4 separate regions of the Mus musculus genome follow, and regions 2, 3 and 4 are each linked to region 1. Evidence: chromatin contacts called from public HiChIP or PLAC-seq and capture Hi-C data. All regions are on one chromosome and are shown on one strand. Each heading gives the region's core, a stretch centred on a gene start, on an enhancer-like site or on the middle of the called end of the contact. The rest is flanking DNA. Distances are from core to core; before and after follow the strand shown. Region 1 overlaps Tns3 (tensin 3). Region 2 has its middle 13 kb from the start of Gm36772. Region 3 has its middle 45 kb from the start of Gm36772. Region 4 has its middle 59 kb from the start of Tns3.

Region 1 (6,718 bases), core at 1,701-4,200:
AGTGCCCTCTCCTGGCCTCTGCAGGGACTGCTTGTATAAAACAAACATCAATCTTTAAAGACTGGGCTGACTTTCACCTACTAGAATTTTGGGCCTCCAGATGCAGCTGACTCCCAGGCACTATCTCACAGATCACAGTCCTTACTTCCTGTCAGCTGCCCATGGATCTGAGCTGGATCTGATTCTGGTTCCATTTCTGGTAAGAACTGAGCAGGGGTGGGGGTGTTCTTCCTCCAAGGCAGCACATGACCTGCTGCCCACTTCCTCTTTGCGAATTGTACAAGCCACTCAGCACAGAGCGGCCCCTTCATCCTTTCTTTGGAAACCCCAAGACACAATCCTACAAGAAAGGAAGGGCAGTGGGTGTGGCACTCTCGGATGCCAAGGCCCAAGGCTTAATCCCCAGCACAAAAGAAAGAAGACAAGAGTTAAGTGATGACTTTTCTTTATCTATAAATTGTTGAAATGAGTTTCCTAGCTTGGTGACTATTATTTAAATAACAATGTTTTAAAAGTAAGCTATAGATCCAAGTTATGTGCCAGCCAAAGGTAACAACAGAGCTAACTGCTATCTCAACCTGGATCTAGGACTATCAGGTTCCTCTGAAGCCCCTGATCCTGTACCCCTGAGCCTGCTCTCCAGGACTAGCCAATAAACAGTCCCCACATTTCTTAAGGCCGAAGAAAAGATGCAGGTGGCTCCCCATACTCCCCACACTGGGAACGAAGCGGCAGATGTGTGCCCATCTGTGCAACTGAATTAAACATTCAATTACACACAAATCTTCTTATTCTTTCTTTATAACTGAGCAACTGAAAAGCGACAGCTTCCGATAACCACAAAACTGCTTTCTTTCCTACAGAAGTCCTGGCTTCTGTATGGGAAGTTCCCAGGGCACTAGGGGAGCACGGCTGTAACAGGAACCACTATCTACAAGCTTGAGACTTCCATAACACAGCAGCCTGCTGCTGGCCAGGCACTCAGGGGTGTTTGCTCTCTGTGACCCCAGGGAACTGCTCCAGACACCACCTGCTTTTCCAAATAGACTCTGCAGCCACAGAAGATATCAGTCCAGGTGGTCTACCCCTATACGTCAACGAAGCAGGGTAGAAATAGGCCACCAGAGCCACTTGTCAGTATGGAAGGAACTTGAGATCAAGTCCTGGCTCTCAGACTGGCTACTGATACAAATTCTGGGAACAGTGCACGGTATCTTGGTGGTCACATCTCTTGATGGTAAAACGCCCTCAGACCATTGAAATACTATGCCAACAGATGTCCCACATGACTGGGAGTTTACAATGTCACCAGGCCATAGGCTAAGAGCTTTACAATTTAAGGAATAATAAATAAGTAAGGTATCCAATAGGTAAGGACCTATGGCTGAAGACACCACACACTTTAGTCACAGGACACTGAGAAACAAAGTAGGTACTGAGCTGGCTAGCTTTCACAGTACTAGACTGGAAGATACAATGTAGGCCTGGGCAGGCGGGGAGGGGGGGCGATGAGGATGGGGGGGGATCATCAGACTTACCCACTTGTGAACCCTGTGAGCTACAATAATGACCCTGGTGAGGCAAGATCTGTTGCCCATGGGTGCAACAATAACAAGAATGTTGCTTTTGCTTTCCAGTTAGAGTTAAGGCTTGCACTGCAGGCTGAAAGACAGTACCAGTATTAAGTTTGTAAATCTAACCAAGAACCTACAGCTGGGAGCTCACGGGCCCTAGAGGATAACTTAGTATTTTTCTACTAAAACAGACATAATTAATCAACTGCCTCTAAATTCAGATATCTGTACTCATAGATCAGTCCGCTCTCAGGCCACATCGGAGGGATCTCTGTGTAGTGGACACTGGTTAGCACAGAAACTCACAATGCGTCCAAGTACAGAGAGTGGATGTCAGTGGAGTTGTCAAACACAACTGGGACATCTATACCACTCAAGGCTAGGAAACCACTGCAGAAGGGCGAGGGAATGGAATGATTCTAAAAGCCAGGGAGCTGGGGAGGTTGGAGTGAAAAACATCTTCTGGATATAAGAGTAGAGAGCAGTCCATGAGCTCCACCTCCAACTGAGGGGCTCCTGAGAGATGACGGCATCTGGGTAAGGCAGAGAGCCATGGTTTTTAAGGGTATAGCCCCTGGTAAGTTGATAATGGTGCAGTGAATGGCCCCACACATAGGAGCATACATGCGCATGTATGTGCATGTATATGTATATGTGTATATATGTGTTATATAGATAGATATAGATACATATATGTGTGTGTGTGTGTGTGTGTGTGTGTGTGTGTATCAAATTTGACCTCAGGTTATTTTAAAAAATAACAGCATGAATTTGAAGGGGATAGGGAGTTGGTTTTGGTCTGGGAGGGGTTAGGGAAGGAATAAAGTAAAAATGATCACAATAAATTATATGCAATTCTCAAATAATTAGTAAGGATGTTTTCTAAAGGTTTGGGGGGGGGGGAGAATCCAAAACAAATAAATATTTGATCACGCCCGAAGTCACAGTTCTGTCAACAGTCACACGTGGCCATTGTCTTCAATGGCCCCACATTAACATGCATGGCGGGCCGTGGAAGAAAGGAAATCCCATTGGCCATCTTGTCTGGCTTACTGCAGGGCAAACTAGCCTCCAGACTTGGCAGCATTCGAATCACTCAAACCCCTGCTTCCACGAGCCCCTCAGAAAGAAGCTGGCTATGCCACCCTGGGGACTTAGGTCATTATTTAAGAGAAATCAGCTCAGGAACTGGTCCCCAGGGAGCCAGAAGAAGGAAAGGGGGTGGGGGCTAAAGACAAGAGCTGTCACCCTGCCAGCCTCTTCCCTTCTCTACCAGCCCCAAAACTGCAAACACAGTGAGAGGACAGGATGGTAAGAACCGAGCAATCACCTCAAGTGTAACCAGGGCTGCAACCCAGTGTGGGCATTTAATCATTAGCTAGGGCTTTGTGCTCCCTTTGTGCATAAGCTGACGCCACCAAAGGTCAACATGTCCTGGCCTTGCCTCACAATACCTCCACCTGCAGAGGGAGAACAAAAGCTCAAACAAGAACCAACCTGGCTTTCAAAGACTGGATGACAAAGGCAGCCAGGGGAGGCTGGCATTGTTGGGTGCATCTGTAGGGGGATTTTCCATTTCCCAGTAGGACTTGTGCTGAGATGTGTAGCTCCCGGCTACAGTTGACAGTGCTCAGCTTCCAGGAACCTCCTCTCTGGGACTGCCTTTCCCAGAAACCCAGAAGCCTAAACGCCTCACAGTTGGACACAGTCAAAAGATGGATGTTATTTTAGGTGTGGGAGGGGATGGTGAAATCAAAGAAAAAGAAGGATCAAAGTCTGGATTGTGGTTGGATGGGAGGAGCCACAGACTTCTCAAAGATCTGTGCCTCCAGGGTCACCGCATCTCAGATGTTTTGGAAGAGAACTGAAACAAGACACTGATGAACAAAGATCTGGGCTGACGTCAGACATCCCAGGGAAGCAACCGTGAACACTGGCCCAGCCCTGGCTGGCCTACCAGCATCCTGGCATCCCAGGGAAGCATCCATGAACACTGACTGGCCCAGCCCTGGCTGGCCTACCAGCATCCTGCTCACAGAATCGCTGCTGGCTACATAAGGAACTCCTGGGAGTCTGGCTTTGCTGTCCTGGCTTTCCCTGGAGAAAGGGGTGTCACGGTCCTGTCCAATGCCGCAGACAGGTCATAGACAAAGGTTGCTTCTTAGTTTCCATGGGTGACCTATCAGTTCTCTTCCTGGCATGGGCCTCACACAGAGCATCTCTGAATCCATGCTATTCCTACATACTATTCCTAGGAAGACTATTTCACTGCTCTGCAGCCAGAGTGGCCTCTTCTCCCATCACTCCATAGTTCTCTGGAGAACAATTAAGTAATATGACAATGGTCCCAGAGTATTGGTTTCCTGAGGCTACTGAAACAAGAACCCTGCACTGCATACCTCCAAACCACGGGAGTTTATTTCTTCCCACATATGGGGCTAGAAATGAAAGACTGGGGAGTCAGCAGGGCCAAATGCAAGACTGGGCCTGTCTCTTGCATCTTCACATGACCACTGCAGCCCCGGGGATCCGGGGATCTCTGCCTCTGTCATCATCACAAGGCCTTTTCCCTGCATATCTCTATGTGTGCATGTGGGCCCATCCTCACCCTGCATGTTCACACTCCTAGACTTACAGGTCTGAGATAGGTGTGACTGTTAAGGAAACATCATTTTGAGTTGTTCCTACAACCCTCTAACTTCCCAGTAAGTGCCAAGGTATTGATGGAGAGATACAGTCCTCACACTGACTATCCATCTATTGGGACAATAGAATTAGAATTTCTCTAAGAATCGAATGCTAGAAGAAATGTCTGAAGCCTGGTGTCAGCCAGAGGGAAAGCTGGTCTCATAAAGGTATTTCACACAGTTCTGACTACTGATCAGACTCTGTTGTAAAAGAGACTGGAACCCAGACAATGATGGGCTAAGGACAGACAGGACCATGCCATGACCAAGACTGCCTAGTTATGCAAACTCTTGCACTCTATTTAAAACTAAGCTTCAGTCCAAGAAGGCAGACTCAGTAGTCATTGAACCTCTTGATTTCTTCTTCTCCCTGGTGTGACTATATTGGTAAATAAATCTCTCTCTGCTTTTCTGTATCACTTGTTTCTGGCTTATTGAGGACCAGTGGCTGAACCTAAGCTTTTAGGGCTTTGGGAACCAGACTCTGACTGGAACAACTCCAGTAATACCAGGATAGAGTATCCTCTGGTACCCTATTTGTTCTTCCCATCACACACAAGTCCTTAGGTGAAAGGACAGGTGTGAGTTCAATTGTGAGGGGCAACTAGGGGGGGGTGTCACCCCTCATCACCAATATAGACCTCACTCTCTTCAAGTCAGTGACAGGTACAGGGAGGTAAGAACACTTCAAAGCAAAGCTAAGAAGATGAGCATATGAGAGGAGTTCAGGACTGTGGCTTTAAAGCCTGTCCGTCCACAGCCACCCATACCTTAAGAACGAGGACATCCAGGCTTCCCTGAAACCTACAGGATGGTGTAGAAGCTAGGGAAGGAGTCAGTAAATATGTAATGAATGAGTCTCCATCAGCCAGCCCAGAGAGCCAGGCTGATCTGTGCTGTCCTCGAGGGGCTGCCTGCTTCTACAGAATGTGAACAACTCTGGGGACACAAGAGTCCTGCCAAACTCAGGTTCTGTGCCTCTTTGGACTCGCTGAATCCCAGCTACCTGCAATCTATAATAGAGCTTTCTGGGAAGAGACAAAATGAGGAATCACCTAAGGTGTGATGCCCACACCTTAGGGAAGTGGGGAGGGCTAGAAAACCAGAAGGGACCAGCTGGTAAGAAACAGGCCTGAGGCGCTTTCCCAGCAAGGCCCAGTGCTCCTCTGCAAGGGGCTGCTGGCCTCACACCTTCCCACTTGTCACCTCAAGTAAGTGACATGGGCCTGGACATAAGCCTGCTTCCCTGGCTTTGCCCACCCCACCCCAATCTGCTCAGTTCCCCAGATCCTCTGTCCACAAGGGTTCCTTGCCTTCCACCTCCCAATGCTGCATGTTCACCTCAACCTCACCCTGGAACAGCTGAGAGTCAATGAGAAATCTACAATTATTTTTACCAATGTGGTAGCTGCAATCCACAAGCAGGGAATCTACACCCATCCAGTTCCTAGCCTTACATCATGGACACCATAAATTTATAAAAAGAGGCCACTGCAGAAGATGTCCACACAGCCCTGGAGTACAAGGGTACCCACTCCATTGTCCTGGATGACTGGTCACCCAGAACCTGTTCACCAACTCCCAATATTCAACAGATGAAAACCTTGAGTGGCTTTGAAACCTGTTACTGCTAAATTTACCACAGAGTCAGAGAACCATGAACGTCAGCTCTTGCCATTCCTCTGGAGTGCCTCCTCACCCGATTATTTCTGAAATAACTCAGGACCTAGTTAAGACTCCACCATGACCAGTGGTTGAAATGTAAAGATGAAAGGGAACCCTGAGCAGCTTTCTAAATAAGGCAGTCTGTCCTCATGTGGCTCTCATTTCTCTGTGTGGTTGGAGGAATCAAGCAAACATTACTGAACAAGGTGCCAACACATACACGCCACAAGCACACTGTGCACGCACACACAAAAATATGCTCACACACACCATGCATGAAGACATATACCACAATACAGATACATGTACATGCATATCTTGAATTACAACAATCCAGAGCACCACTTCACTCTTAAAAGCCTGCTTTGGAAACTTCCACCCCCAGCTTCTATAGACCCTGACTTCTGATGTCATATTTCACAGAATCAGCCCGTTTGCTTTGCTCCAATTAAACAAAACAAAGCAAAGCCAAGCCTTTGTGAGCTTTATGAGTTCAAAACTGTACTGTGTGACCTCTCCTCCTTGCAGCATGAGAAACAGCAAAGGTTCACGCACTGTGTATGAACCTGGCAGTAGCAAGAGCTGTGCACCTGCACATGCACCTGTGCCTGCACCTGCGCGTGCACCTGCACTTACGTGTACACCTGCACCCTGCAGCTGGCACTGCCCTGAAAGCCTCACAAACACAGCCCTGGGAACGCAGGAGCCCAGGCCAGGCCTCCTTTAGGAATGGAGCCACCCTGTAAGCACTATGGTACTGAGCTACCTGTACCTCTGTTCCTTACGGGAAGC
Region 2 (6,718 bases), core at 1,248-3,747, 240 kb after region 1:
TAACCCTCATCTTGGATAATCGAGTTTCAGAACATTCAGAGCCATGACAGAATTGTTTGTTGTTCAGGTCTTGTGGGTTGTGGCACTTTGTTAACACTTTATCCATTCACCCCGGCAAACAGTGTAAAACATTCTAAGATGCTTATCAAGGAGGCACTGGGCCATTCTTGCCTGTTCTGTTCTCTTCTCTGACTGTTTAGGAAAGGGTGCATGCTGGCAGTTACCGACAAAAGTACATTTCCTTGGGTTTTCCTTCAGTATGCAATAAGACAGTTCACAAGTTCCTGGCTCATTCCCCAGTGTTCTCTAGCCAGAGTGTTTGTGTCAGGAGATAGCATGTCTGCCCTCCTCCTCTTTTATCCCCTACCGGTGAAGCCATCTCTAACCATCGTGGCAGGAATGAAGGTATTCTAGAGAGACACTGTGGGCCTCCCTTTGGACATCAGTCTAGTAAAAGAGTGGTCTCCCCTAGGTTAGAATTTCCCCAAGTTCTTTTGCTGGGAAAAGGAAAATGCTAATATCAGCAGAGGAGGGATATCTCACATAGTTCTAGCAACTTGTCAATTACCATGCAGAAGAGGCTGGGGCCTGAGTAGTAATGCTCAATGCTTGACAGGTCCACACCTGGCCAGGACACTTAGTTCTTGATGCTTCTTGTTCAATATTTAAATCTAAACTTCATGTCAGGATTTGAAGATAAACTAGGGGTGGGAGGATGTGGCTGAATAGCTTTCTGTTTTCTGCTTCCCCTTGTGGCCATATTAAATAAATCTTTCTTAGCTCTGTACTAATTCTCTATCTCTGTCCCTCTTCCTCTCCTTCATTCTCTCCCTTCCTCTCTCCTTCTCTCTCTCTCTCTCTCTCTCTCTCTCTCTCTCTCTCTCTCTCTCTCTCTCTCTCTCTCTCTCTCTCTGAGTGTTCGTGTGTGCTCTGTATATGCCCCCTCTGTGTGTGTATGTGTTTGTGCTTGCCTGTGCAGCTTTCTTCTTCTTCTTCTTTCTTCTTCTTTCTCCTTCCCCTTCTCCTCCTCCTCCTCCCCCTCCTTCTCCTCCTCCTCCTTCTCCTCCTCCTCCTCCTCCTCCTCCTCCTCCTCCTCCTCCTCCTCCTCCTCCTCCTTCTTCTTGTTTTCGAGACAGGGTTTCTCTGTGTAGCCCTGGCTGTCCTGGAACTCACTCTGTAGACCAGGCTGGCCTCGAACTCAGAAATCCACCTGCCTCTGCCTCCCGAGTGCTGGGATTAAAGGCATGTGCCACCACTGCCTGGCTAAATGTCATCTTCTATCACTTTCTACTTTATTATTGAGTGTGTGCACTTACAGTGTGTGTGTGTGTGTGTGTGTGTGTGTGTGTGTGTGTGTGTGTACACGAGCATGCCATGGCACTCATGTACTTTGTGGAGTCAGTTTAGGGGCTTGAACTCAAGTTGTCAGGTTTATGCTACAAGCCTCTTTAGCTGATGAGCCATTTCAATATCCTCCCAGCCCCAACACCTTCTGTTTTAGGACATGGCTTCCCACTGAAGCTGGAGCTCACTGTTTCAGTTGATGACTGACCAGAGAGCCCCTTCATCTCCCAGGTCTGTGCTTATAGGTGCTGGCTTTTAGATGGGAGTCACATTCAGATCCTCATGCCTATACAGTAAGCACTTTACCTACTGAGCCATCTCCTTACCGTCCCATTACTATGGTGCCCAAACCTAGAGTATTAGGGCTGCCAGGAACCAGGCTCTGCCCCTAACAACTCTGGTAACCAAGGCTGCTGGAGGTGTCTGGGCTGCCCTCAGCTTTGGGAAGTGACTCTTCATTTTGTTGCCCATTGTCCTTGGGAACAGCTAGGCTGAGGTTTGGATGCAGGTTTGGCGAGATGAATGAGGTAAAAATTAACATATAAAATAGTTCAGACTGGGACCTCTTCTCTACTGAACCTGACACAGAACAGAATGTACAGAAAAAGTGTGAGATCTACTAATGTCCCAGGGCCAGGCACTGTGCCTGAGAGCCTCTGGCGTTTCTCCTGGTCTTCTTCTACTTTCAGAAGTGCCTTTATTGAACTATTTTCTCCTCCATTCCTATTTTCACTTCTCGTACAAATCCTTGTTCAAAGATACGTGAACCCTTGGAAATTTCCGTGGTATCCATGTGACCACAATCCCTGCCTGCAGCAGCGATGGCAGAGGTGGTTCTATTGTCACCAGTGTCCTGGAAGACACTGCCTTTCACAGCCAGCCCCTGCATCTGGATGAGGAAGTCTGCCTAGCTCCCTTATGCTCCCTCTGACGACAATGTCCATGCTTTAAGCCACAGGTTGATCAGATGTATCCTCTCTCAGTGCTGACCACTAGCTGTCTCTGAACCAACTTATGTCCATTTCACAGCTGACCAGCTGTCCACCCCCAGCCTTCCCCAAGGCAGAGAGGCATCCCTTGGCTATGATGGCATGGGAAACCTTGCCACTTGCAGTTGACAGTCCTGGAGACAGTTTCTGTGTTTCCTGATCTGTAATTGCTGGAATTGTTCCAAGACAAAGAGGCAGGACACACACAGAGGGGACCCCACCAGGGCTCAGCCACTGGGTTGACTCCTTTGCTTTGAAAAATTAGAGTAAAAAGAATTCTGATTTTAAACAGCTTCTCATTGTGTGGCCCTGTTGGAGCAGCCCTGTTGACCTCTGACCCTTAGCCCACTCACCAAAATAAGGTGAGTGTTTCCGAGCGTCCCCAACCCCTCAGCTCAGGGAGGACCAGAGACTAAATCTGAACCTATTTACATTCCTTTCCCTGAAGGTGATGAATGGCTTCCCCTCTCAGAGCCAGGCCCCTCCTGGTTTCTTTTGTTTGCTGCTCTCATTTCAAGAGGTTCGGAATGCATTGAGCATCTTTTAACTGTTTACCAGCAGAAGGGCAAAGATCAGATTACCAGCTCCGGGGCGATTCATCTTTTCTTCCAAATCAAAGCCATGTGGACACAGAGCTGTGTACATATCAGTCCACTTTGTGCACTCTGGCTGGGTCAGGAGAGGCCAGCAAGGACCAAGCCCAGGAGGAAGAAAGAAGTAGTAATTAGGCCAGAATCGGAGCCAACAGGACTTCTCTCCTTCTCTCTGTCTACACATTAAAACAACTTCTTCTTCTTCCTCTTCTTCTTCTTCTTCTTCTTCTTCTTCTTCTTCTTCTTCTTCTTCTTCTTCTTCTTCTTCTTCTTCTTCTTCTTCTTCTTCTTCTTCTTCTTCTTCTTCTTCTTCTCTTCTTCTTCTTCTTCCTCTTCTTCTTCTTCTTCTTCTTCTTCTTCTTCTTCTTCTTCTTCTTCTTCTTCTTCTTCTTCTTCTTCTCTTCTTCTTCTTCTTCTTCTTCTTCTTCTTCTTCTTCTTCTTCTTCTTCTTCTTCTTCTTCTCCTTCTCCTTCTCCTCCTCCTCCTCCTCCTCCTCCTCCTCCTCCTCCTCCTCCTCCTTCTCCTTTCTTCTTCTCCTTCTTCTTCTCCTCCTCCTCCTCCTCCTTCTTCTCCCTCTCTCCTCCTTCCTCCTCCTCCTTCGTCTCCTCCTCCATCTTCTCCTCCGTCTTTCTTCTTCTTCCTTTGTTTTTCTTCTTCTTCCTCTTCTTTCTTCATCATACTCTTTTCTATTACTACTACTCCTACTATCACTATTATTAAGAAAGTGTCTCCCATTTCCTTGCTATTAGCTTAATTACCAATGCTTTCCCCAGGCTTCTGGTTTGACGGATGTTTTAATTTGACGGATGTTTCCATATGAAGTTATATTTCTGACTTTGCAAACATTTATGCCCATGCGTGCAGGCATGCATGCGTGTGTGTATGTGTGTGTGTGTGTGTGTGTGTGTGCTTGGAGGCCAGAGGCTGACAATGGATGCTTTCCACCTTATTTTTCTGATTGGCCAGACTAGCAAGTCCCTCGTGACACTAAAGCCAGCCCTGAGAATGGTGGATGGAGATAGCTGCTTCCAAGGCTACAGCAGGTGTGAGATTTCACCCCCTACCAGTTCACAAGTTTGGCTGCTCCAACTTCAAGTGTAATGGCAGAAGATGCAAGGTTCCTGTAGCAGAGACAGGAGACATCGTTACTTATTTCAATGAGAGAAACAGCTCCCACCACAAAAAGAAAAGAAGACGGTTTATTCTGGAGTCAAATGAGAATAACAGGGAACCCAGATTCAGAACTCTATAAATACCATATTCCAATGAGGTATTGTAAGACTCTGGCCAGCCTTAGCTTACTAGGGACTCCCTGAGTGAATGATGCAGAGTTGGGAATTGATGCAAACATCAAGAGGAATTTATTGTTTCAACTCTTTGGGGTCGTCCTACATGCAAAGGAGAAGTAGTGACCCTACGCAGCTTGTCAGTGAGCTTTATACAATTTTCAGAGCAGCAGCCATTAGGCACAATGTGACTGGCAGAACAGTGTGACGTTTAAACTGATTGGTCTTTAGGGAATGAGGTGGCAAGGACTTCCCTTGTCTGTAGGAGGCCAAAGGTCATGGAACGTGTCTATGTTCCCTGGGCCTCCCCCACCCACAGGTGGCTGATGGTTCCATGACCCCCCCCCCCCCGCCCCTTCCATGGTCTGAGGAATGTTAATTAGCCTCTCCCTTCCAGAGGGGTTCTCTTCCAGGTGATCAGGGGCCAGGTGGAATTTCCTAAAGTTCCTGAGCTGACATCTTCAGTATCAATTTCTTGAACATTTTTATATAGCAACAGAACAAGCAGAGGGATAAATCAACCCACCTTTCAAATACACCGGTGGGTATATCAGGTAGGCGGGCTGCAGCAAAGCAGAAGAAACTCTGTTGTAAGCCTTAGGTGCTATCTAACAGCAGTCTTAGTACATTAGCTGGTGGAAACAAGAGGTCTATTCATACATTCCAAAAGATTTACCCAATGGTAACAAATGGTGACATATCACATACAAAGGAGGGCAATAAATGGAGACTAAGGGGCTAAAGATAACCCCAAATAATTTGGCTCTGGACTTGCAACATTCCAATTTTCCCACTTCAATGCAGTTGTAGTCACTCAGTCTCTGTAGACACAGCTTCCTTCTAGAATATCTTCACAGGCACAAGGAAAGCTATAGCAGTATTGACATAAATAAGCTGGTCCCCTGAGGCTCATGGTCCACACCATGGCCTGGAGTCCCCAGAGGATCCATCATGAACAAGGGACAGACAAGGTCCTGAGTCTGGGGATCCTGAGGGGTTTTCTCTCCAAGTAAGATATGGCCTCACTATGATTGGCCTCCCCAGGAAAGAGCAGGCAAAGCTTGGTCGTCTCCATCCATCCAAGAAGCCTGTGGGAGAGCCAGATCTCTTGGCATACAGCCACCTGACATTTGTCCCCTCTCCCCATGTTTATGAGAAGTGGATCTGTGACATGCCTGGTTGTTTTCTCCAGCAATCCTGGGGCTCTGAATCCCCTGCTACATCTGGGAATTTTCTTGCTCCTCCACTTCCTGGCTACCCCTTTTGTTGGAGACCCTTTGATTCGGGCTAAGCTGCTGGGTGTTGAGTGACGAGGCAGCCATTTATGAAGCGTTTCCTTGATTGTCCACAGCTGCTGTGGGCTTGTCATAAACAGGACTGGGTGTTCTGCCTTTCTGCCCTTTGCTTTTTCACATCATTTATCTGGATAACAGACATGCTTGCTTCTGATTGGCTGGGAGGTTCTATGTAGGTCCAGTACACTAACTCTTTCACAGTTGCCTGGGGTAATTTGGCCCGCTATCTCCTAGATGTTTGTCTTCTGAATTTGTTCATGAGTTCTTGTTTCACAGGAAAATTCTAGCAAGTTTTAATTGCCTATAGTCCTTCATCTGGTTGGGAGGGGACTGAGACTCCATCCATGTTGGCATGTCAACTGGTGGAGTCATTGTCCAGGTCTTCTTTCAGCAGCCATATTGTTGAGATTTCATGGGAACAGTTTTCCTGTTATGTCTAAGTCTGGTCCCGACTTCCTGGTTTTCTGGCTCTTTCCATCTTTCGTTCCCTTCTTGATGCTCTCTGACCTTTTAGGAACAGAGAATATAAGGGTTGTGCCATAGATGTATTAACTGGGTACTCTTCACTGGGTATTTTCTACATTCTGACCAGTAGTGTTTCTGTAGTGACCTTTTCCTGCTGGTGTGAAGGAGGGCTTCATTGATGAGGGTAACTGTGGGTATGAGGGTAAGTACTTAGGATGCAGTTAAGGATTATACTAATTTGGGAAAGTGGTAGTAGTAGGTTCTCCTTAATTTTAAATAGTAATTTATTTTTAAATTATCTTTCTTTTTCTTTTCTTCTTTTTTTCTTTTATTTTTCTCTCTTTTTCTTTCTCTCTTTCTTCCTTCCTACTCTCTCTCTCTCTCTCTCTCTCTCTCTCTCTCTCTCTCTCTCTTTCAACGGGGTTTTCTGTGTATAACAGCTCTACTGTCCTGGAACTTGCTTTGTAGACCGTGCTGGTCTCAAGCTCACTGGGATCTACCTCCTCTGCCTCCTGAGCTCGGGGATTAAAGGCGTGCGCCATCACTCTCGACTCATTTTTTAAATTTTTGAGTTGTGTTGTGCTTTTCATTTAAGCAATTAGTTCCTACATTTAAATAATTCCCAAACAATAATTATTCCTTATTTTTTCTCTAAAATGTTATATCAGTTTTACTTTTTTCATGACATTTTGAACAGTCTAGGAGCTTGAGGTCCTGAAGTCTGAGGTGTGATTCTGACTTATTTT
Region 3 (6,718 bases), core at 2,660-5,159, 190 kb after region 1:
TTCAGAATCAGGCAGATCTTCATGAATTCAAGGTCAGACTCCTCTACTTTGCAAGTTCCAGACTAGCCAAGGTAACAGAGTGGGGATCCTGTTTCAAGAAACCAAAAAAAAAAAAAAACCCAAAATGAAAAGCAAACCAAAGCAAAGAAGGAGAAGAAGAAGAAGAAGAAGAAGAAGAAGAAGAAGAAGAAGAAGAAGAAGAAGAAGAAGAAGAAGAAGAAGAAGAAAGAGAGAGAGAGAGAGAGAGGCAGACCAACACACACAGAGACAAATACACACAGAGACACAGACAGACTCAGACAAACACATTCAGAAACACATAGAAACACACACACACACACATAGAAACACACACACAGAGACAAATGCACACACAGACAAGCATGGACAGAAAGAGACAAACCACTCAGAAACATATACACACAAAGATAGACAGACAGACAGATGGACATATACACATGCAAAGAGAGAGACAACCCACATGAACAGACAGACACACACAAATACACACACACACACACACACACACACACACACACACACACCCCTTTTGGAAGTTAACTTCCAAAAAAGTAGGCCTCTAGGAACATGAACTGCAGAGATATGTCTCATCCTCTCTCTTTGTCACAGTCTATGCTTCTGTCTGCCTTGCAGTGAGCATTTTGATCTAGTACTTGTTCCCCTCCATAATGTTCTGCCCCAGTACAGCCTAGAAATAATAGATCCCACTATCCATGAAGTGAAACTTCTGAAACTGTTAACCAAAATGTATATTTCCACCTGTAAATAGTTTCTCTCCGGTATTTGTCATAATGATGAAAAACTAACACAGAAAATTGGTACCAGGGAAGAATAATAATTGTGGCTATACCTAAACTTAACCATACAGTTCTTCAACTTTGAAAGATGCTTTGGAGAAGAAATGTAGAAATTTTCAGAGAAGGAGTCCTAAAATTCTGCAAAGAGAGAGTATTGTGCCTGTGGTAGAGGCTCAGCAGGCCACAGTGCTAACAGCAGTTAGGATCATGCTTGTTAGGATGCTGGTAGGTTGGAGAGCTCAGCAAAGCATGCTACTCCTGCAGAGAGCTTGACTATGTTTTCCCCATTTCCTAAGACTATGTGGGGAGCTGCAAAATATGATGAGCTAGCCAGGCACAGTGGCACATATCTGCAATCTCAGCACTAAGGAGGTTGAGGTAGGAGAACTGATGTAAGTCTGAAGCCAGCCAGGGCTACATAGTTCCTGGGCTACAGAGTGAGACTGAAAAGAACAAGAAAAAAAAAAATACAAAAATGATGGCATTAACAACTCTGGTAGTTTCAGTGTAAAGCAGTCCAAAGTCAGGCTGTGGGATGGTTATTATTAGCTTCTTAATCCAAATTTAGAGTGAAAATTTGAAGTAAAGTGGACCAAGAGGATTTGAAAAGCTCATAGTTTATACAGAAAAGGCCCAGTGGTTAATAAAGACATCTGAACCATTTGGACAACGAGAAATATACTTTGAGGACATTGTAAGGATCAGCATGGCCCTACACACCTTGCCTCATCACAAGCTCAAAGATACAAATGACCCAGGAAATCATGATGGATAAATATGATTGTGCATGCTTAGAACACACTGAATAGCAAAACCAAAAACAAGAGAACCCAACTATGTTAGTGAAGCATTAGCCTACAAATTGAGCAGAAAAATCTGTGGCAAGTATTTATCTGACAGGAGATGAATATCTAGAATATATAAAAATCAAACATCAATAGGGGACTAATATATAAAAAGAGCTCAAGAAGCTGGACTCCAGAAATTCAAATAACCCCATTTAAAAAATGGGGTACAGAGTTAAACAAAGAATTCTCAACTGAGGAATACCAAAGGGCTGAGAAGCACTTGAAAAAATGTTCACCATCCTTAATCATCAGGGAAATGCAAATCAAAACAACCCTGAGATTCCACCTCACACCATTCAGAATGGCTAAGATCAAAAATACAGCAGATGCTGGCAAGGATGTGGAGAAAGAGGAACACTCCTCTATTGCTGTGGAATTGCAAGCTGGTACAAATACTCTGGAAGTCAATCTGGGGGTTCCTCAGAAAACTGGACATAGTACTACTGCTAGATCCAGCAATACTTCTCCTGGGCATATACCCAGAAGATGTTCCAACTGGTAATAAGGACACATGCTCTACTATGTTCATAGCAGCCTTATTTATAATAGCCAGAAGCTGGAAAGAACCCAGATGTCCCTCAACAGAGGAATGGATACAGAAAATGTGGTACATTTACACAATGGAGTACTACTCAGCTATTAAAAACAATGAATTTATGAAATTCTTGGGCAAATGGATATATCTGGAGGATACAATCTTTAGTGAGGTAACCCAATCACAAAAGAAGTCACTAGATATCCACTCACTGATAAGTGGATATTAGCCCAGAAACTTAGAATAACCAAGATATAATTTGCAAAACATAAGAAAATCAAGAAGAAAGAAGACCAATGTGTGGATACTTCATTCCTCCTTAGAATAGGGAACAAAATACCCATGAAAGGAGTTACAGAGACAAAGTTTGGAGCTAAGACGAAAGGATGGACTATCCAGAGACTACCCCACCTGGAGATCCATCCCATAATCAGCCATCAAACCCAGACACTATCGCATATGCCAGCAAGTTTTTGCTGAAGGGACCCTGATATAGCTGTCTCATATGAGGCTATTCCAGTGCCTGGTAAATACAGAAGTGGATGCTCATAGTCATCTATAGGATGGAACACAGAGCCCCCAATGGAGGAGCTAGAGAAAGTACCCAAGGAGCTAAAGGGGTCTGCAACCCTATAGGTGGAACAACAATATGAACTAACTACTACCCACAGAGCTCATGTCTCTAGCTGCATAATTAGCAGAAGATGGCCTAGTTGGCCATCATTGGGAAGAGAGGCCCCTAGGTCTGGCAAACTTTATATGCCCCAGTACAGGGGAACGCCAGGGCCAAGAAGTGGGAGTGGGTGGGTAGGGGAGCAGGGTGGGGGGAGGGTATAGGGAACTTTTGGGATAGCATTTGAAATGTTAATAAAATATCTAATAAAATAAAAAATAAATAAAATGTACATTTAAAAACAATTGTTGGGGTCGGCCTGTGGCTCTCATATCTGGGTTCGAGCCTGGGAGCCATCTTGGAGCTGAAAGAAAAGAAGGAATCTAGGCAGGTAGAGAGAGAAATGGAACCAAAACAGTATTCTGATCAAGGCTCAACTTTAATGGTGGCAGACATGCTTTATAAAGGAGAGGGGAGGCCCATTCTCAGTCACACCAAGTTTCTTGTGAAGTTGTCAGAACAGTCTTTCAGCAGGAACTCACAAAAATCACAATTCTCAGCCAGGCTGGTAGGAGGTTGCATTCCCCCCCCACCACCACCACTTTAAATAATATTAAACAAAACAAAACTGGACTGAGGCATAAAATTTATTTATGCTCTATAGTCCTGCCTGGGAGTTATGGTGGCTGGCAGCCCCGCCTGTCTTAGGAAATCTTAGATTTTCTCAAATCATCCTTATCTGTCATAGAGTGTACGTGCAGCTAGTTTGTGTCATATTTCACAGAAACATGACCCTGTGGTGTGTTATCAATAGCCACGGCCTTTTGGCATGTACCCCTGTCTTAGATTGGTATGATTCTGAGTTCTTGGTGCCCGTCATTGACTGTCAGGCCCTCATAGCACACCATACTCCCAATTCAGACCAAAGCCACAATATGTACTTAGAATGCTTCTTGATGGAGAATAATAACTGCCACCTGTGCTGTTGAAGGCGAGGTTTTACTCCTGCTGCAGTCAGGCTGAAAGGTGGCTGATCTGCTTGAGAAACAAAGGTGGGGCAGTGAAAAAGCAACTGTTTAAAAGCTTCCTTGAAGAAGTTCAGCTACTCCATTCAGTTGCAAATTAGCAATGATCAAGCTCAGGCTTTGAGCTCCGGGGGTGGGAGGGCTGGCTTTGAGAATTAGCAGAAAGGTCAGAGATTCTCTGGAAGTGGAGGCTGAGCTCCAAATTAACTTTGCTAGGTAATTAAAGGAGAGGGGAGGCCCATTCCCAGTCACACCAAGTTTTTTGTGAAGTTGTCAGAACAGTCTTTTAGCAGGAACTCACAAAAATCACAGTTCTCAGCTAACTCTGGAAGATCTTGGAGAACTGGTTTGGCCTCAGGCAGGTAGCAGGCAGTGTAACATATAAGGAGAGTGATGAGAAGCAGCACAGCAGGTGGCTCTGCCTCAGTGGTGGATGGTCTGAACCAGCCTGGCTAGGCTGGAAGGAGGTTACAAATAACAACAACAACAACCACAACAACAACAACCACCACAATAACAACAACAACAAAAATCAAACATCAAAAGAGTAAATAGTCCACTAATAAACAGGTAAATGAGTTGGACATAAAGCTCTTGAAAGAACTACTAATAGCTAATACACATGAAAAAATGTTTTTTCAAGAGAAATAAGATTCTTTCTTTTTTCTCTTTCTTTCTTTCTTTTCTTTTTTTTTTTTTTTTGAGACAGAGTTTCTCTGTATAGCCCTGGGTGTCCTGGAACTCACTTTGTAGACCAGGCTGGCCTCAAACTCAGAAATCCGCCTGCCTTTGCCTCCTGAGTGCTGGGATTAAAGGCGTGCACCATCACGCCTGGCTCTAAAATTTCTTTCTTTCTTTCTTTCTTTTTTTTTTATATTTTTATTAGGTATTTTCCTCATTTACATTTCCAATGCTATCCCAAAAGTCCCCCATACCCTCCTACCCACTCCCCTACCCACCCACTCCCACTTTTTGGCCCTGGCGTTCCCCTGTACTGGGGCATTTAAAGTTTGCATGTCCAATGGGCCTCTCTTTCCAGTGATGGCTGACTAGGCCATCTTTTGATACATATGCAGCTAGAGTGAAGAGCTCCGGGGTACTGGTTAGTTCATAATGTTGTTCTACCTATAGGGTTGCAGATCCCTTTAGCTCCTTGGGTACTTTCTCTAGCTCCTCCATTGGGGGCCCTGTGATCCATCCAATAGCTGACTGTGAGCATCCACTTCTGTGTTTGCTAGGCCCCGGCATAGTCTCACAAGAGACAGCTATATCTGGGTCCTTTCAGCAAAATCTTGCTAGTGTGTGCAATGGTGTCAGTGTTTGGAAGCTGATTATGGGATGGATCCCTGGATATGGCAGTCTCTAGATAGTCCATCCTTTCGTCACAGCTCCAAACTTTGTCTCTGTAACTCCTTCCATGGGTGTTTTGTTACCAATTCTAAGAAGGGGCAAAGTGTCCACACTTTGGTCTTCATTCTTCTTGAGTTTCATGTGTTTAGCAAATTGTATCTTATATCTTGGGTATCCTAAGTTTCTGGGCTAATATCCACTTATCAGTGAGTACATATTGTGTGAGTTCCTTTGTGATTGGGTTACCTCACTCAGGATGATGCCCTCCAGGTCCATCCATTTGCCTAGGAATTTCATAAATTCATTCTTAAAATTTATTTCTTAACTAACTGCTTATAATACCAAACAGAAGCAATGTAAAGAAGAATAGGTTGAATAAATTAGCTCTAATCCATTGGTCATTATATAGTCTTTTTAAACTTTCATAGTTTTAAAAGGGAATAATATGAATAAATTCTTTTTTAAAAATTCATTATTTACATTAAACATTACCCCCTGTGTAAGCCCCCCCTCACAAAGACCTTCCTCCATCCCTCTTCCTTTCTTCTCTGAGAGGTTGAGACCCTCCTGAGTATCCCCTCACCTTGGCTCATCAAGCTTCTGCCAGAGTAGGCACATCCTCCCTCACTGAGACCAGACAGGGCAGCCTTGTTGGGGAATGAATACCATAATCAGGCTACAGCTTTAAGAAGGTCCTCAGCTTTAGTTGTTGGGTTCCCACATGGAGACTGAGCTGCACATCTGCTTCATGTGCCCTAGGGACCTCATTCAAGCCTGTGTGTGCTCTTTGGTTGGTGGCTGAGTCTCTGAGAGCTCCCAGGGGTCCAGGTTAGTTGACTCTGTTGGTTCTCCTGTGAGGTTCCCAGGCACCTTAGGGCCTTCAATCCTTCTCCCACTCTTCCATAAGAGACCTTGTAGGGGTGGTTCTGATGCTAAGGTCCTGTTCCCCATTTGGTTCTTGATCTATCAGTAAAGATGCCATGGGCATCTATTCAACCTATTCTTCTTTACATGGGTGGAAGGACAGGCAGTACTTCTAGGTCCCCAGAGACAAGCTAGTATATGCAAGGAGAGGAGAAAAATTTTGCCATGCTTTTGAGGGACAAGATCAGACAAGTGAGATCTTAGGTGGATCAGGCACAGGCTGCTTCTACAGGTGAGGAACTGTGGATGTTGAGCTGAGACTAAAAGTGGCTGAGCAACTAACGTTGAGGACAGATTTAGGGTGCTGAGCTAAGAGTATTGGGGAAGACATGGTAGTCATTGGAGATTAATAATGTCCAGCAATTGAACCAATGAGGCAAGTTGAAATTGAACAACTGTGTGTGTTTGTGTTTTTCATCCTCAGTCCAATATTCTCTACATGGGAGCTGGTAGTGTGTGGTCCATTCCCAGAGCTTTGGCAGCCTAGCAAAAGCCGCATGCAACAAGACCTGACCTCTGTCCAATATTTGGCTGTGGGTATCTGTGTCTGTTTTAATCTGCTGCTGGGTAGAGCTTCTTAGAGGACAGTTATGCTAGGTTCCTGT
Region 4 (6,718 bases), core at 1,945-4,444, 150 kb after region 1:
AACACAGACTCACACTGCCTCTGTCCTCATCAGCACTCCCTTGAGGAAAAGTCATGAAAGGACGGCCAACATGTGAGAGTCAGAAAAAGTGGCCACTTGGGCCATTTACCCAATTGTGTTTGGGGTAGCAGAGATGAAATATAGATTTTATTTTATTTTATTTTTCGAGACAGGGACACAGTCTGTACACCAGGCTGGCCTGGAACCCAGAAATCTGCCTGCCTCTGCCTCCCAACTGCTGGAATTAAGTGGCTGGCATGAGCCACCACTGCCCAGCTAAAATACAGATTTAAAAAGATGTTAACTCAGGAGTACTGGATGGGGGGAGTGTTTGCTAGCATCAGGAAGGATTAGAAATGCCCAGCCATTAAGCTAGTCATGGCATATCAAAATTAATCTAAAGTGTGTGTCTGTCTTTCACAAATCCAGAGAGCTCCTGAGATTGTCCCATTGGAAGCAAAGCCAATAGCTAATTGGCTGCAGCAAGGATGCTGTTTACTGGGGAACAGGGCATGGGAAGGGTATAGGGGATTTTCGGGATAGGATTTGAAATGTAAATGAAGAAAATATCTAATAAAAAATTTAAAAAAAAAAGAATGCTGTTTACTGGCTTGCTTATTGGGTTGTACTTAGATATTTTCCTTATATAGCTCAGGTCCACCTGCCTAAGGATGGTGCTGCCCACAGTGGACTGGGCCCTCCTATATCAATTAACAATCAAGAAAATGCCTATAGATATGGACACAGACCTATCTGATCTAAACAATTCTTCAACTAGGTTCCTTTCTCTCAGATGACTTTACATTGTGTCAAGTTGATAATAGTAACTAACCAGGACATATGTTATTTCTTATTTCCTATCCCTGGAAACTTTGGCTTCCATGTGTTTGAGCCAAAGGCATTTTCAAAGTTTCTTTCTCTTCTCCACTGGGCCCTTGTGTGGTTTGGGTTCATGTTCTTAATTCATAAAAACAATAAGGGTCCCAGGTGCTTACTACGATGTACATGAGAGTGCCAGGTGTATCTCAGATGGGCACTGAGCTGTGTTCACAGCTAGAACCTTTGCTTTGTTGTTCTTAGATATCTACCTGCAGTGAATCTCAGATGGCTTTGAACTTCAAGTTGCTGGGTTTTTTTTTGTTGTTGTTCTTTTTTTTTTTTTTTTTTTCTGTTCATTTTATTCTTAGCCGAGGATTGACACTTCCTCCTGGCAACATTGAAGCTATAGGCCATCACAACATCTGGAAAGTTCTGACTTTGACATATGCGTAGTGGTGGCGGAACTGAGCAGAGATTGAGTTTGAAAATTGTGTGTTTTGGGTCTTATTCCACAGCAGCCCTCTGCCTATCTCATGAAGATGAAAATCCACATGCCATGTCGGTTAGGAATCCAGGCTGTATAGCTCTGTCTGTCATCAGCTGCAAAATGTAGGTAAGCAAGCACTGTCCTCAGCAGACTTGCTGAGGACTTGCCTGTAAAGGTTATTGGGCACTGTGTGTCCCAGAGCTTGGAGAGATGGCAGGCATCAGGGAGGTTTCCACAGGAAGTTAAAATTAAAGATGGTACAATGAGGCCAGGACTCTGGGACAGTATAGAAGGTGATCCTGAGAACACAAGGTTATGTGGACAGGGGCAGAAGAGGACAGAGGCTTCTGAGTATCAGTACAGCAGAGACATGCCAGTGCTTGGGATATGGCATATGGTGAGCACCATGAAACATTTGAACTGGTCACAGAGTACAGGTAACACAAGCTGTATTCAGTGGATGCTTCAACTGCCTCTCCAGAAGGCTCCTCAAGTCAGCTGTGAGGATCAGCTCTGTTTTGGACTCTAGGGTTCCCGCCCACAATGTCAGTTATGAATCCAGTGCCCAGGCCTGCTCCAGATTCATCCAAATGACAGCACGTGTGGAGAGCATTATTTTGTTAATCTTCGTGAGTATGGTTGTACGCTGGCAATAGGTAAGAATGATAAGAATGAATTGGTTGACATTTGGAGATGTTATGTGACAGAGTGACAGAATAAAAACTAAAAGTACAGAAGTGGTGAAGATAACTTCCAAATGGACTGTACTGTTTCTCATTCTGTAACCTGCCAATCATCTGGGGGGCCATCACTCTGTTGACTGAAGCTATGCTGAGAGGCGAGCAGTGTTGTGTCTCGATAACTTGCACATCCTCTGGACAATGCGCTCTGACCTTTCCATGCAATTACCACCTGCATGTTGTAGTTGGTGAGATGTGTCTTCTTTGCTACATGAGCATTGCTTTTCTTTCCCTTTTTCTGTGATACTTAGGAAACAAATGTGTGGTTTCTAGAGTTATGTGGTTAAGGGGACCTATGCCCAAAGAGATAACAGAAAGAGATGCTTATGCTATGAACTGAGCCAGACTTAAAATTGCAATGACCAAGTAGCTTCAGACATGCTAACAAGATGCAGTTACACACACACTGACCAGGGTCCCCTTTTGCTTTTCATGCTATCCTTGGAACTTCTCTGGGCCACCTTTGCAAAGTCCTGTAGATCTACAAAGATCTGCAAATAAACATTAAAAGGAGACATCTGTACCACTTACTCTGACCATGGGAGGACCATAAGCCCATCTTATTGTTTTTACTCCTCTTCCCACCAAGGATTATTTGCTTATCCTCAAGCTTCCAAACAATAGCACTTGACAGTTAGATTATATTTATATTCATTGAAGAAAATACTGCCTTGTGAAGCAACAACGGTCCCATTTCAAGCAAGGACTGTGAAGATGGAAATCGGATTCCAAACCCACCAGGTAACCATAATGCAGGGGGTGGGGGGTGTTTCAGAGAAGCAGCCATCCTCAGGCCACATCTGTGCTGAGTGACAATCTCTCTGAATGAGAAGAAATAAAGGCTAATTATCCCCAGGGTTTGACAGGTCTTTCTCAACACTTCTGCATAAAAGAGCAAGGCCACCCAGCTGGTCCCTCAATTGAAGGCCGCAAGAATCTAGTGTCGGTGGTACTCAAACAAATGAGACAGCACATCAAAGAGAAGCCCTACAAAGGCCCAGGGGAAGCTAGAGGAGACCTGATGGTGACTGCAGTATCTTCAGCTGGAAAAGCAAATTGAAGAGCAGCCATTGTAAAGGGGACAATACGTGGCCACATAGGAAGAAAGAAAACAAGAGACCTTCTTGTGCATCCATTACTCCCCTAACAAGAGTAGGTGGAGGACGGGTAAGTGCTGTGAAGAGGGATCTATTGCTATGTATATGGAGCCAGCTCAAGTGAAAGCCAGAGAGGGTTGAAACTGGCCATCCCTCTTGTTATCTAACTTGAATGTAATGTCTTAGAACCCCTGCAGTAGACCCAACAGCACTGTCCACGGGTTCAGCCCATGTTCAAGCAGATTCTCAGACAGGTACCTCTATCTGCCTGGGGAGTATGACCCAGAACAGGGCACGTGAGGCCACTCCTTATATTAGTTACAGGGGGAGCTTACATTCTCTAGAAACACATCAAGCTATAGGTGCACTGGAGACTAAAATTTCTAAGTGGAAGAAACACTTGCTAGGGCACAAGATTTAAGATTGCCTTTGTGGGCTCTGCTGAAGTTAAGCTCATAGTGTGTTGGGGGCTGGGCAGGAGGGGAATATAAAATCTTCACAGTGCTGTGGCTGCCAGTGGGAAGGAAGTGAAGCTGGGGGACTTTAGGTAGGGGGGTATGGAATTTTAATCGGATGCACAGAGGGCTGGGGAAGGTAATAAGGGAGGCAAATTCAGAGACAGTAGCGGAAGAGGGCTGAGAAAACACAAGCTTGCACTCTGACTTGTACTCATGCAAGCCCCCCCCCCCCAACCATTGCCTCATCCACATGCCCACACTCACATGTGGGTAATCACCTCTACACTCACAAACACCTTGCCTGTGACTGGCCAGGGCAGATGGTGTGTGCTAGGCATTTTGCTAGGCCTAAAATTAGGCCTTTTCCATGGTGTCTTGACTGGTGCACAACACCTCACTGAGGAGAGATGGAGGGAGGTCTTGTCCCAAGGCCACATCTTTGCTTTTCATTGTCTGCTAGCTCTTCTTTCTCCTCCTGTTCACTCAGAGTATAAGGCTGGAGATTGAAAGAGGACGTGTACAATGTACCTTCTCAGTGTAGTTTTAAAGTGGTACAGAAAAGGCTGGCTTGGGCCATCTGAAACATAAAATTCACTTAATTCACTCTACCAGGATGAAAATGTTCCGAGGGGAATGCTATCATAAGCATAATTTTCCAAGAGTTTTGAGTTTCTAGACATTCAAACCCTGGCATTCAAACCATGCCACAGAGATGATTATGTCGCATGTCTTCAAGCAGGCCTTCTATATGGACCCTGTTTTTATAGGAAGGAGTTTCTCTTGGCAAATGGGATTTTTTTTCAATTAAATAATGAAACAAATCAATATTCTGTTTTATTCAGTGAGTCAGTGTTTATCAAGCAACCTTACATAGTTGCACTCAGTCAAGAGATTCAGGGGCCGCTGGGTAAGGATCATAGAGATTGGTGAACTCACTGATAAGGATTTTAAGAATACTTTTATGTGTATGAGTGTTTTGCATGCATGTATGTCTGTGCGTGGTATGTGTGCCTGGTGCCCTCAGAAGTCAAAAGAAGGTACTGGACCCCTGGAACTGGAGTTAGAGGTTGTTATAAACTGTGGTGTGGGTGCTAAGAACCAAACCCAAGTCCACTGGGAGAGCAGCAAGTGCTCTTAAGCACAGAGCCATCACTCTAACTCCCCATCCCCACCCCACTGTTAATGTGGGTTTTGATTTTTACAAGGCAAACAAGCTTTAAGAAACTGCTGCTTGTCAAGTTTTGCTGCATCACCAGGGAAAGACATCTACAGAAATCTGAAATGCTGTTAAAACACCCTATCTTCTAACAACTTCCAATGACTGGGTGAGGCCACTTGTCTTACTTTAACAGGACACCCTGTGACAATAGATAATGCAGGGACAGGTGGGAAATCCCTATTTGCATGAAGCCAGATTTCAGAGAGATCCCACAGGGTGCATTCAAAGTTCTAAGGATAAATGACTGGGGGACTATGGGACTATAGTTCCATATACGTACAGGTATAGTATAGATGGGGCATCTGTAACATCTCCACTGCTAAGTTCAGAATATTGCAGGCGAGGGCACAGTAAGAATGTATGAGCCAGGAGAAGGGAAGGGGTATGGTGAAATGCTGTCCTTTGAACATGACAAGGGCTGCACATGTGAACTCGTGACAACTTTGCTAACCTGCTCAAAGGCAAGAGAGTTAAAAATTTCAGCAAAGAAGGGAGAGGGGCTCCTGAGGTCACAGGAACCGAAGAGTTATTGGCTGCTGGGGGTGGGGGGGAGGATGTGTGGGAGAATCACTTTTCTTTGGGGGTGTGGCCACTGGTAAGTTCCCATTGCCTCAGTGGGTGGCTCCATGCTCAAGTACATATGGACAGCACTGATAAAACTCAGTGGGTTAAATAAATAAGTAAAAATAAAAGGAAGATATGAAATTGGGAGGGAGATATAGGGATACTCGAGGCAGAGCTGGAGTAGGGAGTGGGGGTGTGTATATGATCAAGAAACATTGTATACATGTACAACATTTCAAAGAAGAAAACGATCTGTATAAACAGAAAGCGACTCCACTGTTTGCACTACTTTGTTTGAGTCAAGTTCATGTCTTGAGAAAAGTGTTACTTATGGTCCTGGAGACAGAGCTCGACAGTCCACAGCACTGGTCACTGTTCCAGAGGAATGGGTTCCTCCAGCACAGAACTCAACAGTTCCTTCTCTGGGTCTTAGTAAAATTTTGTCGGTTTTAATTAGAAACCTGCTGTGTATCACTCCAAGTATTGGGATAACAGCTATGCACCAATACTCTTGATAAGTTTTAAAAGTGCTGTGAAATCACAAGGCAGGAAGATTCAGAGCATCTGGTGTTTATGAGTTGGTTCTGGAAATGAGCTTTGGAGGAGGAGGAACAGTCCTCTTTGGATAAGAAGGGTGGATAGAAGAAGCGGCAGGTGACGACAGGGAAGAGAATACAAAGGGGCAAGAGAGGGCAAGTGGGCAGTGAGGATTGTGGGTCTCCCTTCTCCTGGGGTTGTTAGCCATTGGCCCGAGAGGACAAAGGGAGCAGGAATGGTGAGCAGGGTTCTGATGACTGTGAATGTGGTGGAAGGACTGCCAGAGACCGCTGCAGTGAGACAAGTCTACTTTATTGTTTCAGGGATAGGGTATAGAAGGGCTCTTAGGGTTACTGGTAGAAAGGGCCAATTGGTCATAAGATAGTACCTAATTATCATGCAGGCAGGAGGGGTTGATTGATTGGTCATAATATAGTACCTGTCTTAGTCAGGGTTTCTATTCCTGCACAAACATCATGACCAAGAAGCAAGTTGGGGAGGAAAGGGTTTATTCGGCTTACACTTCCATACTGCTGTTCATCACCAAGGAAGTCAGGACTGGAACTCAAGCAGGTCAGGAAGCAGGAGCTGATGCAGAGGCCATGGAGGGATGTTCTTTACTGGCTTGCCTCACCTGGCTTGCTCAACCTGCTCTCTTATAGAACCCAAGACTACCAGCCCAGAGATGGTCCCACCCACAAGGGGCCTTTTCCCCCTTGATCACTAACTGAGAAAATGCCTTACAGTTGGATCTCATGGAGGCATTTCCTCAACTGAAGCTCCTTTCTCTGTGATAA

What was found. HiChIP or PLAC-seq counts read pairs in DNA pulled down with a chosen protein or histone mark. Capture Hi-C pulls out chosen DNA fragments and counts their contacts.
Region 2: an H3K27ac HiChIP or PLAC-seq map of embryonic stem cells shows a contact between it and region 1, with 2.7 times the contacts expected there. The contact joins two enhancer-like sites. A contact is called at or near these places in 1 of 484 Hi-C or Micro-C datasets (muscle stem cells), 8 of 115 datasets of contacts at active chromatin or transcription factors (bone marrow-derived macrophages, embryonic stem cells, extraembryonic endoderm stem cells and 1 more) and 1 of 9 other capture datasets (adipose tissue).
Region 3: an H3K27ac HiChIP or PLAC-seq map of embryonic stem cells shows a contact between it and region 1, with 11 read pairs. The contact joins two enhancer-like sites. A contact is called at or near these places in 8 of 115 datasets of contacts at active chromatin or transcription factors (bone marrow-derived macrophages, embryonic stem cells and microglia) and 2 of 9 other capture datasets (bone marrow-derived macrophages and liver).
Region 4: a capture Hi-C map of embryonic stem cells shows a contact between it and region 1, with 2.0 times the contacts expected there. The contact joins two enhancer-like sites. A contact is called at or near these places in 4 of 484 Hi-C or Micro-C datasets (all in embryonic stem cells), 6 of 115 datasets of contacts at active chromatin or transcription factors (bone marrow-derived macrophages, embryonic stem cells and pancreatic cancer cells) and 3 of 9 other capture datasets (adipose tissue, embryonic stem cells and liver).

What each region holds. Positions count from the first base shown.
Region 1 is chr11:8,566,436-8,573,153 of GRCm38.p6, forward strand. All of the region lies in intron 4 of Tns3 (tensin 3), which reads right to left. Among named protein-coding and RNA genes, the nearest start is that of Tns3, 95 kb to the right of the region's middle. Within about 2 kb of position 2,951, at least 73 of the 459 cell types and tissues checked have an H3K27ac peak or open chromatin away from gene starts, as enhancers often do. A contact at or near this core is called in embryonic stem cells, where this site is marked.
Region 2 is chr11:8,809,099-8,815,816 of GRCm38.p6, forward strand. No RefSeq gene overlaps it. Among named protein-coding and RNA genes, the nearest start is that of Gm36772, 13 kb to the left of the region's middle. Within about 2 kb of position 2,498, at least 37 of the 459 cell types and tissues checked have an H3K27ac peak or open chromatin away from gene starts, as enhancers often do. A contact at or near this core is called in embryonic stem cells, where this site is marked.
Region 3 is chr11:8,750,777-8,757,494 of GRCm38.p6, forward strand. No RefSeq gene overlaps it. Among named protein-coding and RNA genes, the nearest start is that of Gm36772, 45 kb to the right of the region's middle. Within about 2 kb of position 3,910, at least 13 of the 459 cell types and tissues checked have an H3K27ac peak or open chromatin away from gene starts, as enhancers often do. A contact at or near this core is called in embryonic stem cells, where this site is marked.
Region 4 is chr11:8,720,252-8,726,969 of GRCm38.p6, forward strand. No RefSeq gene overlaps it. Among named protein-coding and RNA genes, the nearest start is that of Tns3, 59 kb to the left of the region's middle. Within about 2 kb of position 3,195, at least 10 of the 459 cell types and tissues checked have an H3K27ac peak or open chromatin away from gene starts, as enhancers often do. A contact at or near this core is called in embryonic stem cells, where this site is marked.